2 separate regions of the Gossypium hirsutum genome follow, and region 2 is linked to region 1. A link is a contact called in public Hi-C data. All regions are on one chromosome and are shown on one strand. Each heading gives the region's core, a stretch centred on a gene start, on an enhancer-like site or on the middle of the called end of the contact. The rest is flanking DNA. Distances are from core to core; before and after follow the strand shown.

Region 1 (7,620 bases), core at 3,537-6,036:
TTGATTACATATACTTACAATCTCAATGTTTTCGGGGTTGTCAAAACCTTGATAAACAATAGCATGTAATTGTGGAAACTCTTCCATGGCAAACAAGATTGGAGCTGTTACAATTCCCTGCAACATCAGATGGTTGTGATAAATGATATAGTCATCATCATGCAAACCATTTAAAAGCATTTTTGTGAACCTAGTATGGACATTTACATAGAAGGAATTATGATGTGCCTGCCTATGTAGTTTACAATTGCATGTTTCTATAAACTATTACCAGCTTAAAGCCATTTAATATTTGCATAAGACATCATGGATAGAGAATTACCTGCTGGATGTCAGATAGAGAACCCTTTCCAAGGGAAGCTGATGTGCCGGTGAAATCAAGAACATCGTCTATCAATTGAAATGCCAATCCCTGAAAAATAAAGAGATAGTTGGACCATACAAGAAGAGGAAAGGGAAAGTTGTAAATGATGGAAGATGGATAAAGGACATCAATAATATGTTGATTGTTCTACAGCTTATAGCTAAAAGTACTTATAATCTCAGTTGCTCCATAATCACCACATGTTTTACCAATACATGATATGATATCTCTTTAAAATTATAGTGTCACACACTTGCAGAAAGGGACAACCTCAGATTTGGTGGGCCATGTTGTAATCAAAAAGAAATTGGCAATTGCATCAAACATCATTGAGCCAGACCTATCCTTTATGGGTTAGAAAATCACTTGGAAGTCCATCGAGTATATGAGGCTTTTATCCTTCAGAGAGGAAAATAGAAACAATGGGAATATTCATTTTCCTGTCCTCTTAATAGACCATCACCCCATATAAAAGGGAAGTTCTAAACTGATTTGTGCATTCATTATTTTAGGAGTTAGGCTTTTATTGAGAACAGAAATGTAATTAATCAGTTTATATTTATCAAGAAAAAGGAGTTTGGGTTTATGCTTTACATTACTTAACAGTTAACACCGATTCACTATCAACTAGCAGGGTTTAGTTGCTTAAGAGGTTTTGTTCGTGCAAAGCATCATTGAAATCTAACTCCCAAGAAGATCTAGCAATTTATGATGAGTTGAAGAAAGTAAAACTTAAATGAAAGTACAAACCAGATTTTTGCCATACTCGAAAGCCAACATTGCAACTTCAGCTGTTTGCCCAGCAAGAAGCGCAATTGCCTTGCAACTGTTTGAAATCAAGGAAGCAGTCTTGTAGTATGTCTTTTGCATGTAATAGTCCATGCTGCATCATGAAAAAATTGTTCTAGTTTCAGTTAAATACAAGCAAAAGATCCTTAAACTCAAAGCAGGACAAGACAGATTTACCAATCAGCAATTATTTGAATGGAAATGCATGATAAAAGAAAAAAGGAATTTTTCTCACTCATATAGCACAGACTACACATTCCATAACAGTCTATGACTAACAGTAAGTGTTATCCGCAAATATTAAAAGTTTGTACCGAAAGATGGCCACCAAGTCAACAAATAAAGTTAGTATTGTTTATAAGTTACTACAGAGGTTTTCCTAAATTTTTAAGCTTTGCAGTAACATTAGACTACAGTAAGTTCTAACTATTATTCACTTATTAGATCAATAAAACACAAGCATAAACAAATGAAATCATGCTAACCAGGTTACCTAGCCAGCCACTAAATGATGGCTATCACGGGGTCTAAACCTAGCAGGACATCCAAGTAATTGAATAGAAAACAGGGGTGACCAAATAACGAAATATTACGCATAGTAGACCAGCATACCTACAACGTTGTTCAGATGAAGTTGTCATTTGCATGGTTTCACCCATAACCAGATTCTCCACAACTGTTGCTACTAATGATACAACCTACAGATATTGAGCGTACTGATTTTTAACTAGCATTTGCAGATACCTCACAGAGATCATGCAAATAATAATAAATTAAAAGCACCTCCGTATTTTTTAAAGCAGCAAGGGCCACACAAGCTCGAGAAAGCAGAAAATCTCCCGCTAGTACAGCCAACTGGAAACAGGAAAAGTTTAGCAATTGCTTTAGGCTAGAAAACTTTTCTGTCAGTTGCAAGAGCAATAAAAAGAAAGACACCTTATTGCCCATTACAGCATTCAATGAACCAATACCACGTCTTTTATCCGCATCATCCAAAACATCATCATGGAGGAGGCTAGCAACCTAGATGATGAAATGACCATGTTAGACTAAAGTGAATTTATCAACAAGCTCCAGTGCATGCAACACAAGATAAACAAAATTAAATGATGACGAAATGACATGGATCATCTCTGTTATCTCAGCTATAGACTGCTGTCTTGTACGTAATTCAGTTGTCACAATATCTCCTACACCACCACCAACTGATTCAGGTATATGAACATTCAAAGCTGTAGCCATCAAAAGCAAAACCTGCATAGAACATATACAATAAATTTCCATAAAATCATTTGTACGTAAAGCAAGCTTCTTTGATAAAAAGCAACAGAGATCAAGTTTAGCTTCCGTCAAATGGGTTTTTAATTTGGAATGAGCCAAGAACGAACTGGGGCTAACGAATGCTACAAGAGTAGTTCATCTATGAATTTTTGTATTGTTCCCTTCCCTAGTGCAACCTATACGCAATACTGAGCCCACAGTAAAAGCAAAAATAGAATTACCATCAAAATTATGACAATCTGCCAGTAACCTCAAGATTACCACATCCGTAAAAATACATTACCGTGGGACGAAATCTCTTTCCTTCCACCCCCAATTTGAAGAAGTACTCAGCAGCTGAAGCAAGCTTAGGAACCTGGATGACATAAACATGCAATTTTCATTTGCTTTCCCACATAAAGAATGTAATAAACTCATTCCATAGACATGAAAAAGAACAGTGTGATACCTCAGCAATAACCATAGCCCGCAACCTGTTAGCGACAAGTGACAGTTCATCAGAAACAAGTGAAAATGGATCAAGTTGTTCCTGGAGGAAATGTCTTGCCATCTCAATATTGCAGTAAACAAAGGCGAGATAGAAGGAGAGGAGATAAACAAACTAGTAGCCAACAATTAACAATAACAAACACAACAGAGAGGGAAGTAATCAACTTAAGGCCAAAATAGTAGCATTTGTTTCATATTTGAACATTAGAAAATTTAACACACTAGAAAACTTCCTATCCCTGGATAACCATGTCTCCTGTCCTAAAACTATAAGAAAGAAATTCGGTAAATGAACAAAAAAAAAAAAAAACTCGCAAATTGTAGAAGGATGAGCAATTTAAAGGATAACCTCTATTAGAGAGCTACTCTGATGAATTTGCCGTCCAAGACCAAGCAATGAAGGAAAACTCCAAGAAAGAGTTTCTCTGCCACTACGAACCTACTAATCCCCAGAAACAGTAACAAGAGAAAACATTAATGATCAATACAATTATTTCATTAAAAATAAATTGATCAAAAGAAAGAACCAGAGATGTAAAATATCTATTATAATACAAAAATCAATGTAGAACATAGCTATAGTCCTCTCAGAGGAATCTTCTTTGTGGCTCATTTGATTCAGTAATCATATAAACCCATCAGGCATAGAGATCATTACCAATCTATAGATTCACTATATCAACTTTACTTTGACTATAAAGAAGTAGCTTTGAGCACCGATTCCAATCATTCCGGGTGGTGACAACACCATTGCAATTCAAATGTGCAATGAATACATGCTTTAAGGACTATTATCATTAAAACCCAAGAAATAAAACACAGTCTAATAGAAAGGGGAAAAAAAAGTGCCCTTTCAGCAAACAGAACATCTGATTCATTCCCTAGTTAATTTGCATGACCAGAGGTGAAACAGATTAATTCTTATTAATTAACAAAAAAATAATTTTTAAAAAATGGAAACAAAACTCTGAAACAACTTAAATTAAGGAGCAACTGAGAACTGTCAATTACATATTTCCAGTGTTTCAAAACTCGAAGAGAAAGATAAAGAAAAAGCAAAAAGGTAAGAGTCAAGGTTTAACCTTTATAGTAGAGTAAACATATTGATTAGAGAGAAGGAATAGAGAAGGGTCAGTTCGACGAGAGAGAACGAAACCAAACAAGCTCTTTCCGGGAGTTGTACGAATCCTAGAAAATCCCCGGCAAAACAACATCCTCACCTTGTCTCTCTATCTCTCACTAACACTTTTCCAGGAACCCAAACAGAAGAAAAACCCAGAAAATTAAACCCTTTTCTTTGTTTAGGAAATCTGTGGGTTTATGTTAGGAAGCAGCCAAGACCTAGCAGTAGCTGAAAGTACAAAGTCTGACCCGAGCACCTAATTAATAAATGAAGCACCGCTTTAGCCACGTATCCAAAATGAAAGCCTTTCCTTTGCTCGTAATGAAAAATCTACCTTTTAGCTTAACTAATTAATCTAGACAAAATAGTGATTTTTTCACAAATGAGAATATCATTAAATATGTTACATTATGGGATTTATTTCCAATGTTGAGTAAGGTTTTGATTTTATTTTATTTTATGATAAAATATACTAATAAAATATATATTATTGACAATAAAGCAATAGTTAATGGAATATCTTACTGCATTTTCCTTTACAAAAGCATTGTATGACACTGCCAAATTTACATATGAAACAAAGTTCATAAAGAAGAGAATTACATATATGATCATCATCAGCTATTTGCCCCATTGTTTCTCAGCAACTCTTTAAACTCATCATCAGTGCTTTTTAGCATGTTAGCCAAAGGCAACTTAACCCCACTTTTTATGGCTTCAATATGCCTTGGTTTTATCCTCTTCTCCAAACTAAAAGCAAAGAACTGAGGGAATGCTTTCAACTCCTCCAAATCCCCATTCATCTCCTCTTTAAAGTACTCGAATTTGGGCTTGTAGTTGTTTTCTATGCTGAAAGTGAACAACCCTGGGCACCTCAACACCATACTTTTAGCTCCACTGGTTGAAAACCCTATGCTTTCCAAGAACTTGAGTTTGGGTATTAAGGTATGTTCCACACTTGAAACCAGCAAGACAGGGTCTTGATAAGCCAAAGCCTCTAAATCTCTAAACCCAAGCCTTTGGAGATAGAACAAAGCTGGTTTCAACTGGTCTCTGACACTTGAAGTGAGCAACCTGGGACACTTGTTAATGACCTTCCTATAGTTATTTTCAGGGACATTAAGGTCTTGGGAGAGGAAACTGAAAACTGGGCCAAGCTCAGCTTTGATGTTAGAGGTTAGGATTTGGGGGCACATACCAAAGATTCTAGGGAAGTCCTTTTGGTGAATGCCTTTAGATTGGAGGAACGAGATGATGGAATTGAGGGAATCAAGGGAAGTGGTGTGAAGGGAGGGATTGAGAGAGAGGGCTTTACCTGAGTCAATGCCCATGATTTCTAGGCATAAGATTTTCTCCTTGATTTGAAGGGAGAGATTATGGTGAGCTGATGAGTAGAGTGGGTGTTTGTGGAGGAGGCTTTTGGGTTTGGATGGTAAATGAGTGTTTGGTTCTTGGGAATTTGTGGGAGAAAATGAGGGTTTCTGAGAAGAGATGCATAGGGAAGACTGGAATGCAGTTGCAGCTGCTGCAGACATGGTGGAGAAAAAAGTGAGATAGGCTTTCCTGTCTGAAAACTAATCTTATTGGTCTTATTTGTATGTTATGTGGCAATGACACGTGGCGATTGGGTTGAAAATTGATTGGATGCAGCCAGATTTCTTTTAGATGACTAAGGCGGATACGAAGTGGACCATGTAACATCCTATCTTATTACAGTTAAACTCTTTAATGTATCCTCATATTGTATCGAAATTGAAAATTTAATCATCACAACAATTCAACAATTTATAATAAAAAAATAAAAATTCAATTATTTAAAATCATGTGTTAAAAAATAATTGTACTATCTTAGACCAAATTTGCAATACTGCAAACGTAAATCTTACGATCTAGAAAATAATGTAGCAATTTGATGTATGCCATTATTGTTAACAAATTGTCGTACATTGATAAATGAACTCAAACTTTAGGTACCACATTGTAGAATTTTAAAGTTAAAGCACAATATTGCATAATTTATAATTCATGAACAAAATATGACATTATCACATAGAAATGTCTGTAAACAAAATTCATGTTGAAAATGGTCGACCATAAACAGGATGGTCAATTGTAATGACAAAATTAAGAGAGAGAAAAAAGAGAATAGTTGGGTTCTGAGCAGAGAGATAAAACCATGTCAGCATTACGTAAAGATCAAAATCTTATTAAGGTTGAGCTAACTAAGTTTACAATATTCTCACTATCTATTACAAACCAAAACCCAGAAGAATTGAAAAACAAGAGCTTTGTTCTTAACAGCAATGTTCACTGTCACATCACTGATCAAGAATAATAACGTTCATAATACTGAGAAGAACCTGCTTAAATAAAGCAAAATAGATCCTCTATGCAGTAAGAATTGACACAAAGTACTTTACCATGAAATAAGAGTTTAACAAGAAGGGACATTAAGAAATGACAGAACTTCCCCAGGGCTAGTGGCAGCAGTTCCAGTGGCAATGACTGAAAAAGCTTTTCCAATTTGCTTCAACCGTTGAGAATGCTTATTCCATCCTACATGACATTGGCATACAACACGAAGATGAAAGCCAGAGGATAGACATAATTACAGTTAAAGTAAGCCATTGTTAACAACAGATTCTATCATGGAGACATGACAATCACATTTGCAGTAGGATTGCATGTGTTGTCCAAATTTCTTGTTTTACTGAGCACACAAGTGATGCCATAATAACACGCTTCAGGTTATAAAATCATTGAATTTTTTTTAATAGAATTTTTTTTTTTGGGGGGGGAGTTAGAAGAAGGTTACATGCATTGCTGACAGATGCCAATTAAATTTGTATGCATGTCAGTTAACATCTTTTTTTTTTTTGAGCTCAAAGAAGGATGCATTTTTTACTAGATTTAACTCTCTGACACTAAAATAATGCTACCATATTATATTTTGTGTGTCCGTGCGTGTCTTCCTTATATTTTCCTGAACTCTTTTGAGATTGGCCATGATTAATGAAAAAGCTTTTTTTCTTTAATAATAGGCATCAATAACCTATTTTCAGCATTTAGACTTCCAAAAGTTCAACCCCAAACCACCTATTTCATAGTGTTGTTATATAGGAAAATCAAGGGCTTTTCACTGCCATTAGACTTGCAAATTATACCAGACTTTTCACAAGAGCATTGCAGGTATAATCAGATTGATAGTAAAGATCCTCCTTGCTTTTTTGGTGTCAACAAGATCCTTATCAAAACAGTCAAATATATGTAAATAACTTTAATTTCCTACCAAAAAGATATGCTTATGACAGCCGTGTAACCAACAATAATAGCTAGCACGTATGATCACTCCCCATTGAAATAAAAGTTTATTATAGTTTTGTCAATCTAAGATCAATTATGCTGATCTTTTTATACATAACATATACATTGTAGATTTGGACCAGAATAAAACATGGATAATTTCAACTACTTTTTCACTTCTAGAAAACAAAGGATATAGATATATATACACATATGCATGTACTGCATGCGACGCACCACACTCCCTAACTAAAATTTGTTTCATACCTAG
Region 2 (6,909 bases), core at 3,262-5,761, 100 kb before region 1:
TTGAAGAAATGTATATTCTAGATTATCATCCATGTAGAAATCCAAACATTTAAAATCCATTGGATTTTTTTTGAAAGAAAAACATTTTTTAAATGTATTAATTATTATTTAAATGATTTTATTATATCAAATATTTTAAATATATATTTTTATTTTTATCATCTTTTATTGTTAAGGGGTCCATTGCTATAAGTGGGAACCAATATGTTTTAAGCCAAAAGAAATCAATCCTTATTGACTGATATTTTTTTCAAAGTTACTTTATTTTCTGAAAAAAAATCGAAATTCATTTTTTATTAATTAAATTATTTTTCATAAAAAATAAACATAGATAAATATTAAAATTCTCGCAAATAGTCCTTCTTCAACCTATAAATAAGAGAATAACGCGTTTCAGCATACTCGAATCTATATTTTCTTGCATTGATAACAATACTCATGTCGATCGAATTAAAATTTAATTTTTTAATTGTTAAACATTTAATTAAAAATTCCATAAGAAGATCTGTATCTGAAACCCAGATTATTTTAAGAATTGACCCATGCTTTTGTGCAGTTGATTTAATGTAAGTGCTTCAAAATTAAAAAAGTGGTCCCATTGTATAATAATAATTTACCCAATAATAATAATGTATGGTCAATGTTAGAATATCTATATGTTGTTCAAATTATTCAAATCCAGTTTGGCAGAGCAGATAGAAAATTTTAGTATTCTCATAAATGGGGGTTAAATTAAAAATATAAAAAAATTGGGCTACCTGAAGTTGATTATTATTATTTTCTACTAATTTGTTTTTCAAGGTTGAGAAAATAATAATTTATGTTAATTTGGATGTTCACTTTGATTTAAACCTACTAATAATAACAATATTATAAAAGTAGAGGGATAAAATTCCCAATTTCAGCATTACAAAGGGACTAAAACCACAATTAGACTTCATAGGAGGATGGTCAACAAACATCAGGATTAATGAAAATAAGGTAATTAAGTTACTGTTGTTTTCTTTTTTTTTGGAGACTCTTTGTCACCCAAAACATGATCAAGAAAAGATCCTAGGATTTGTTTGGTCTCCATCTTGCCCCCCTATTGGATTATTAATATTATTAATTATCAATTTAATCATTGGTTAATGATGTTTTTCAAAGTTTCAACATCAATTAGTGATGTTGTTGTGATTAGACCATTTAAACATGATTAAAACACAATTAATGTTATTCATGTTGGCCTCCCATTAGCAGTACCATTTTTGTTGATGACCCTTGTCTTATACATATTAATTAAAGGATATTGCAAAACACACTTTTAAGTTAAATGTTTTGGGGAAATTCAGGATTAAGAAATCCTTTTGAAAATAGACAGGGTGATTAGGGACAACAACCATATATTTTTGTCTTAATTATGTCAGTCTAATACTTCACTAAGTTCCAATTTTGGCCATTAGATAAGCATATATATATATATATTCATGGGTGTTTCTTGGATTGGGCATCTTACTTTTCTTAATTAATACTTCAAATTATATGCTTTTTGTCTGTTATAAGGTCACAAAAGCAGTTTTCAAAAAAAAAAAAGGTAATTAACAACCTCAAAACTGCTTTTGTTTGATGATACTGTAAAAATAAAACAACCTTAAAAAGCATATATTTGACACTGTAAACCAACAGTACCATATGAGAAAAAGTAAAGGTTAACTTACTTGGAAAAAAATTAAAATAATATTTAGTCCTTAAACTTTGCAAATTGCTCATCTTGGTCCTTAAACCTTTTTTTGTTCATGTTAGTTTTGGAATTTAGCAGCTTTTTTAAATTTAGTCAGGGGCAAAACTAGCACGGCTGGCAGGGACTTTGGTCCCCCTTAAAATGAAATTTTTTTAATTGAGGCCATTTGAAAATTTAAAAATTTTTAAATTAGTAAAGTTAAAATTATAGTTTTACCCCCTTAAAAATGATAAAATTTTGATTTAATCTTTTAAAAATTATAAAGATAGAGGCTATTAAAATTATGAAATTTTATTTTTATTATATCGTAAAATTACAATTTAATTTTGGCTCTCCTAAAAATTTTTTTTACCTTCACCCTTGAATTTGGTCTTTAAAGTTTGACTCCGTGAAGGTTTGATGTTGTGGTACTTTGATATTATATTACATTATCACTTGAATTTAAGAAAGGGACTTAAAATTTTCAATATATATTTTATAACAACTTTTTATAATTTTTTATATTATATATTTAAATCAAACCAAGTTCAAGGATTAAATTAAAAAAATTACATAATTTAAGGACTAAATGTTGCTTTAACCTAAAAAAAATACATAAATAAATAACCCCATGGAACCTTAATTTCTTTCTGTCTGCCTACTTAGATGTTTCTAAAAGGGTCGGCAAGCATGCTCCAAATAGTGAAACAAATCATTAAAAGAAAATTGAACAACGTTAAAATTAATTACGAGATATTATTTTAATTTATCATTGTAGAAGCGCCTTATATTACAATATTGAGTATTTTAATTTTAAATATTGCCCGATTCAATTTTAATTCAATCAGCATGAAAAAACATTGAAACGTATATTTTTATTTATAAATTAGAGAAGAACTATTAATTACAGATAATTTTAGACATTATATATATATAAATAGACATAGTCAAATTTTATAATGAATTTGTTAAAAAAAAACTTCAAATATTGTCACATATTTTATTTTTATTATACTTCATATAAGCTACCTTTTGAACTTTTTAAGACAGTTTAAAAAATTCATTGCCAATGCTTTCTAGTTTATAATAGTTAATAATTGGATAATTATTTCATGCATTAACGTTAAGTATTTTTAAATACATAATAATTTACTTAGTAATTATCCTTTTAAATTTTAATAATAAGTTTTTAGATGCACTGAATCTAAAATTGCTTAGGAATCAAGCTAAGCACACTGCCCTAAATTTGCTGAAATTGGATTTAAGATCTCGCTTTTGGGGGTTAAAAGAAAAAAAAAAGTCGGTGCTTTAATTTGAATAATTGCTATATTTTAGTGTTTTTTAATCATTTTCACTAGGTTAGACTACGTATATTATGTGTAAGTTATGGATTTAAGTCATATATTTTGATATGGTCATTTTTAGTTACTATACTTTTTTTTTAATTTTATAATTTTAATCTTCACAAAACGGTAGTTATTTGATTCATTAAGTTAGGTTATGCTATTTTTAAAATCTTATAGATTCTTTTAGAACAAGTAGGGTCAAATAACAAAGATTCAAAGCATTCTTTTTACATTGTTTCGGAAACCCAATGACTTAATCTATGGATATGTAAAATACATGATTTCTAATCCTACCAGGAAGGGAGAGAAACAAATACTCAATTTAAAGTGAGCAAACAAAATTCCATACTCGATCTCATAGATGCATATGAAATTTTGTGGAAAATCATATTCGATGAGAGTCGTATGTACAACTTGGAGGGAGATTTTTCATATCTTTTGAGATCCACCTAACAATATAATGTCAAAAAGCAAAAGTAAATTATTTTAGCCCTTATAAAAAGAAAAAAAGAAAAAAATTAACCAAAATAATGATCAAATTGGAGAATATGGATTAAATTTCCAACTTTACTCACAGTACAAGATCAATACCGATATTTAACCAAACAATTTAACTGCTGTTGTTTGGTCAAAATTGGAATCTTAAGATTCAAAATATACAAGGACGAAAATTGATCAAATCAAAAAATATAAGAACTAAAATTAATCAAATTAAAGTATCAAGACTAAATTCATAACTTATACATAATACAGGGACTAATAACAGGATTTGACCTTTTTAATTTAATAAGGCATGAAGCATGCTAGATGGGCTGAGATATTAGGAGCCGAACATTTGAGCATGGGCTAAAGCTTTTTCGATGAACCCTACTATTAGATGATAAAAACACATTACTATTATTAAATTGATCTCAATTTATTTTTTAAAATTTGTAAAAAATTATATAAATTTAAAAAGAAATAATTTAATTTATAATGCTAAGCTGTTAACGCCTAAATTTTTTTATGCAATAAATTTAAATGGTTAAATAATATATCATAGAAAATGGATCCTTTTGTAAATAGGACCCATTTGTTCAGATCCTGTCATGTGGGTCCCTAATTACATGCAAATAAATAAATGATTAATGAAAAAAAAAAACCAACACATAATGGCAGCTTTAAAAAAAAATTCTTCCCATAACTTTGAAATTTCGGAAAACAAAATTTGACATTTCTATTTCCAATTATTTTTTAATAAATAATATTTCATTCTTAAAATCACATTAGGTAAGAAATATATTTTTAATTCATAAATTCTAAAATTAGGAAGTCAACTTTTTTACTGTATATATATTAAGAAAATACTATTTATTAATTTTTATTATATTTGTGCATGACTTGTTGTAGTAATAGTATGGTACGTACGGCATGTACATGGCTAGAGCCGAGCCGAGCCAAGCTGTTGAGGCGGGGAAGCCGGGGTAGTTGGAGTGGCGACGTAGGGAAAGGTGGGGGCCACCAAATCTAGATGGCGAAAGTGGATGGACCCCACAAATCTAAGAGGTGAGCTGTTGCTTTTGTACGAAAAAGAAAGTGAGAGGAAAACAAAATACCACTAACATCTTTTAAAACAATTATTTATGGAATTTATTTATTTATTTATTTAAAATGTGAAAATAAATTATTTTCATAAAAAAATTTGTTTTTAATTTTTTTAAATTTTAAATGATATTTTTACATACGGTAAAAGATATTGCAAAAAAAAAAAAGTATTCTAATATTGTATATCATAAAAATTTCAAAATAATATATTAATGGTGTATAAATATTAAAAATAGGTTTATAATAATAACAATATATTAAGAAAATTATGGTAATTTAATTGTTTAAGAGAATAAAACTTGGAAGAAAAAATAACAATACTTATAAATTTATGGTTATTTTATTTCCATAATTATTTTATAAATTTCCGATAAATTTATGGTTATTAATTATATTTTTTAAAAATTAATAGTTTATTGTATCACGGTAGTAATTATATTATATTTTTAAAATTTTTAATTTTATTGTTAAATTTAAACTAATTATTTAGAATTTTGAATTATTTAGAAGTACTTAAAGTACTCTAGATTTTTGGGCTTCCATTTTTAACCTAACTATTACCTAAGTAAATATAATTGAAAATTTTAAATACTATTATTATTTATAAATTTTAAAATATTTTTTAAATATTTCAATATGACACATCGAAATATAATTATCATGAATTAAGATTAAAATAAAATTTTTATTGACTCAAAATCAAATAAATGTCAAAATTAATTTCATAGTTAAAGTTAAAGTAAAAATTAAAATTGCCCCAAAAAATAATAAAATAAAATTGCAGTTCAGTAACATATCAAAAATAAAAATAAAAAATGACTTAAATAAAAACATTTCATATTTAAGAGGATGTAATACAAAATTATCCCAATAACCACATACATGTTAGAAACCTATGGCACTTGACCGACTCACTTTTTCCAATACAAATTTGAAAATATCTTTTTTCATTTAATGTTACAACTAAAATTTTCATTTATTTTTACTATAATTTATTTTTATTCTATTTTCTCTTAAAAAATTCTTAGCCCCTTAGTTGATCCGCCGCCACCGTTGCTGCCATGATCGGTGGTCTTCTTCCACCGCAGACATACCGAAATGTTCCTATCCTCCTCTTATTCTCCAATATGCCTTTTGATTAAAAAAAAAACCAAACCCTTTAGATTTAGCCTTTAAATCGAAAATATTTTTTCCTTGATTTCTACTATCGACCACCAAATTGACCATCACATGAAACAATAATTTTTTTACTTCAAATCTATTGAAAATTTTGTAAGGCGCCAAAAATAAAGTATCTCAAAAGCGAAGTCCTAAGGGATTTAAACTTTATACAATCTTATCTCTCAAGACTTATAATAATTAACTTAATAACTCTAATTTTATTCGAGTGTTTTATTGGGCCATTAAAACTTCAAATAGATAAATTTTTCCATATGTGAATTCATCACAGGTTTTGATCTACAACCCGTGATATAAGACAATAATTTACAGGCAAAAAATAAACATAAATATGGAAGAGAAACTTCTGTATTAAAAAATGTGTTATCATCAATATGTTGAATTTTTTAAATTTAACATTAAATTGTTACAAAACCGTAGACAATTTATTATAGTTTAAAAATTAATAAATTTTTAATATATAGTTTAATATATTATATTTTAATATTATTTTATATAATATATTGTAATTTGCTATAATTAAAATTTTAAGTAATATATTTATGTTAATAATTGTTAACCTTTGAAATTAACCTATATATAAATATATTTTATTTAGGAATTTATTTATTGTATCATATTTAATTAATTTATATATGTTAATTTAAAATATATTAACGCAATTTTAGTGTATCAAAATAAAATATTTTATAATTTAAGAGCATGGAATTCTTTTAATAATATATTTTTATATGTAGATTATAAAATTTAACCTTTAATCAAAAGTTAAATGATAAAAATTTAATTATCACAAAATATATTTTAATTTTATAAAACATAAACCTTTTTTTATTTAACGGATAATAAAAATTATCTTTAAAATTATATAAATTACATAAAAATATATATTATATGATTTAATGAACTTTAAACATATTGCCCAGATAGTTCAAATGCTACCATATTTATTCCAATGATTTTTGTATCTTAGAAGTTATGAGTTGAAGTACACCATACGTATTTTTTTTCTTTTTTAAATTTAAATTATTCTATTTTTATATCTTAAAATTAAATGAAACTTTTCATTATTATTTTTTTAAAGAAAATTAAATTGTTCTTATT

Evidence for each region. A called contact is a pair of places that touch in the nucleus more often than the background predicts.
Region 2: a contact with region 1 is called in a Hi-C map of leaf, with 2.5 times the contacts expected there. The contact joins the enhancer-like site here to the promoter of LOC107937512 in region 1. A contact is called at or near these places in 11 of 34 Hi-C or Micro-C datasets (fibers, leaf and petal).

What each region holds. Positions count from the first base shown.
Region 1 is chrA10:4,371,589-4,379,208 of Gossypium_hirsutum_v2.1, reverse strand. It overlaps LOC107937512 (solanesyl diphosphate synthase 3, chloroplastic/mitochondrial), which reads right to left and starts at 4,786. Exons shown (of 12, transcript XM_016870408.2): 1 at 4,650-4,786; 2 at 3,273-3,362; 3 at 2,883-2,963; 4 at 2,718-2,789; 5 at 2,276-2,407; 6 at 2,090-2,176; 7 at 1,937-2,008; 8 at 1,766-1,851; 9 at 1,115-1,247; 10 at 323-412; 11 at 19-117. The coding sequence starts at 4,664. LOC107937513 (transcription termination factor MTEF1, chloroplastic) reads right to left here and starts at 5,581. Exons shown (of 5, transcript XM_041079631.1): 1 at 4,650-5,581; 2 at 3,273-3,365; 3 at 2,883-2,907; 4 at 2,718-2,789; 5 at 2,517-2,622. The coding sequence starts at 5,581. The coding sequence ends at 4,664. LOC107937510 reads right to left here. Exons shown (of 8, transcript XM_016870399.2): 8 at 6,232-6,602.
Region 2 is chrA10:4,471,888-4,478,796 of Gossypium_hirsutum_v2.1, reverse strand. No RefSeq gene overlaps it. Among protein-coding and RNA genes, the nearest start is that of LOC107937516, 11 kb to the left of the region's middle. Within about 2 kb of position 4,511, at least 3 of the 9 cell types and tissues checked have an H3K27ac peak or open chromatin away from gene starts, as enhancers often do. A contact at or near this core is called in leaf, where this site is marked.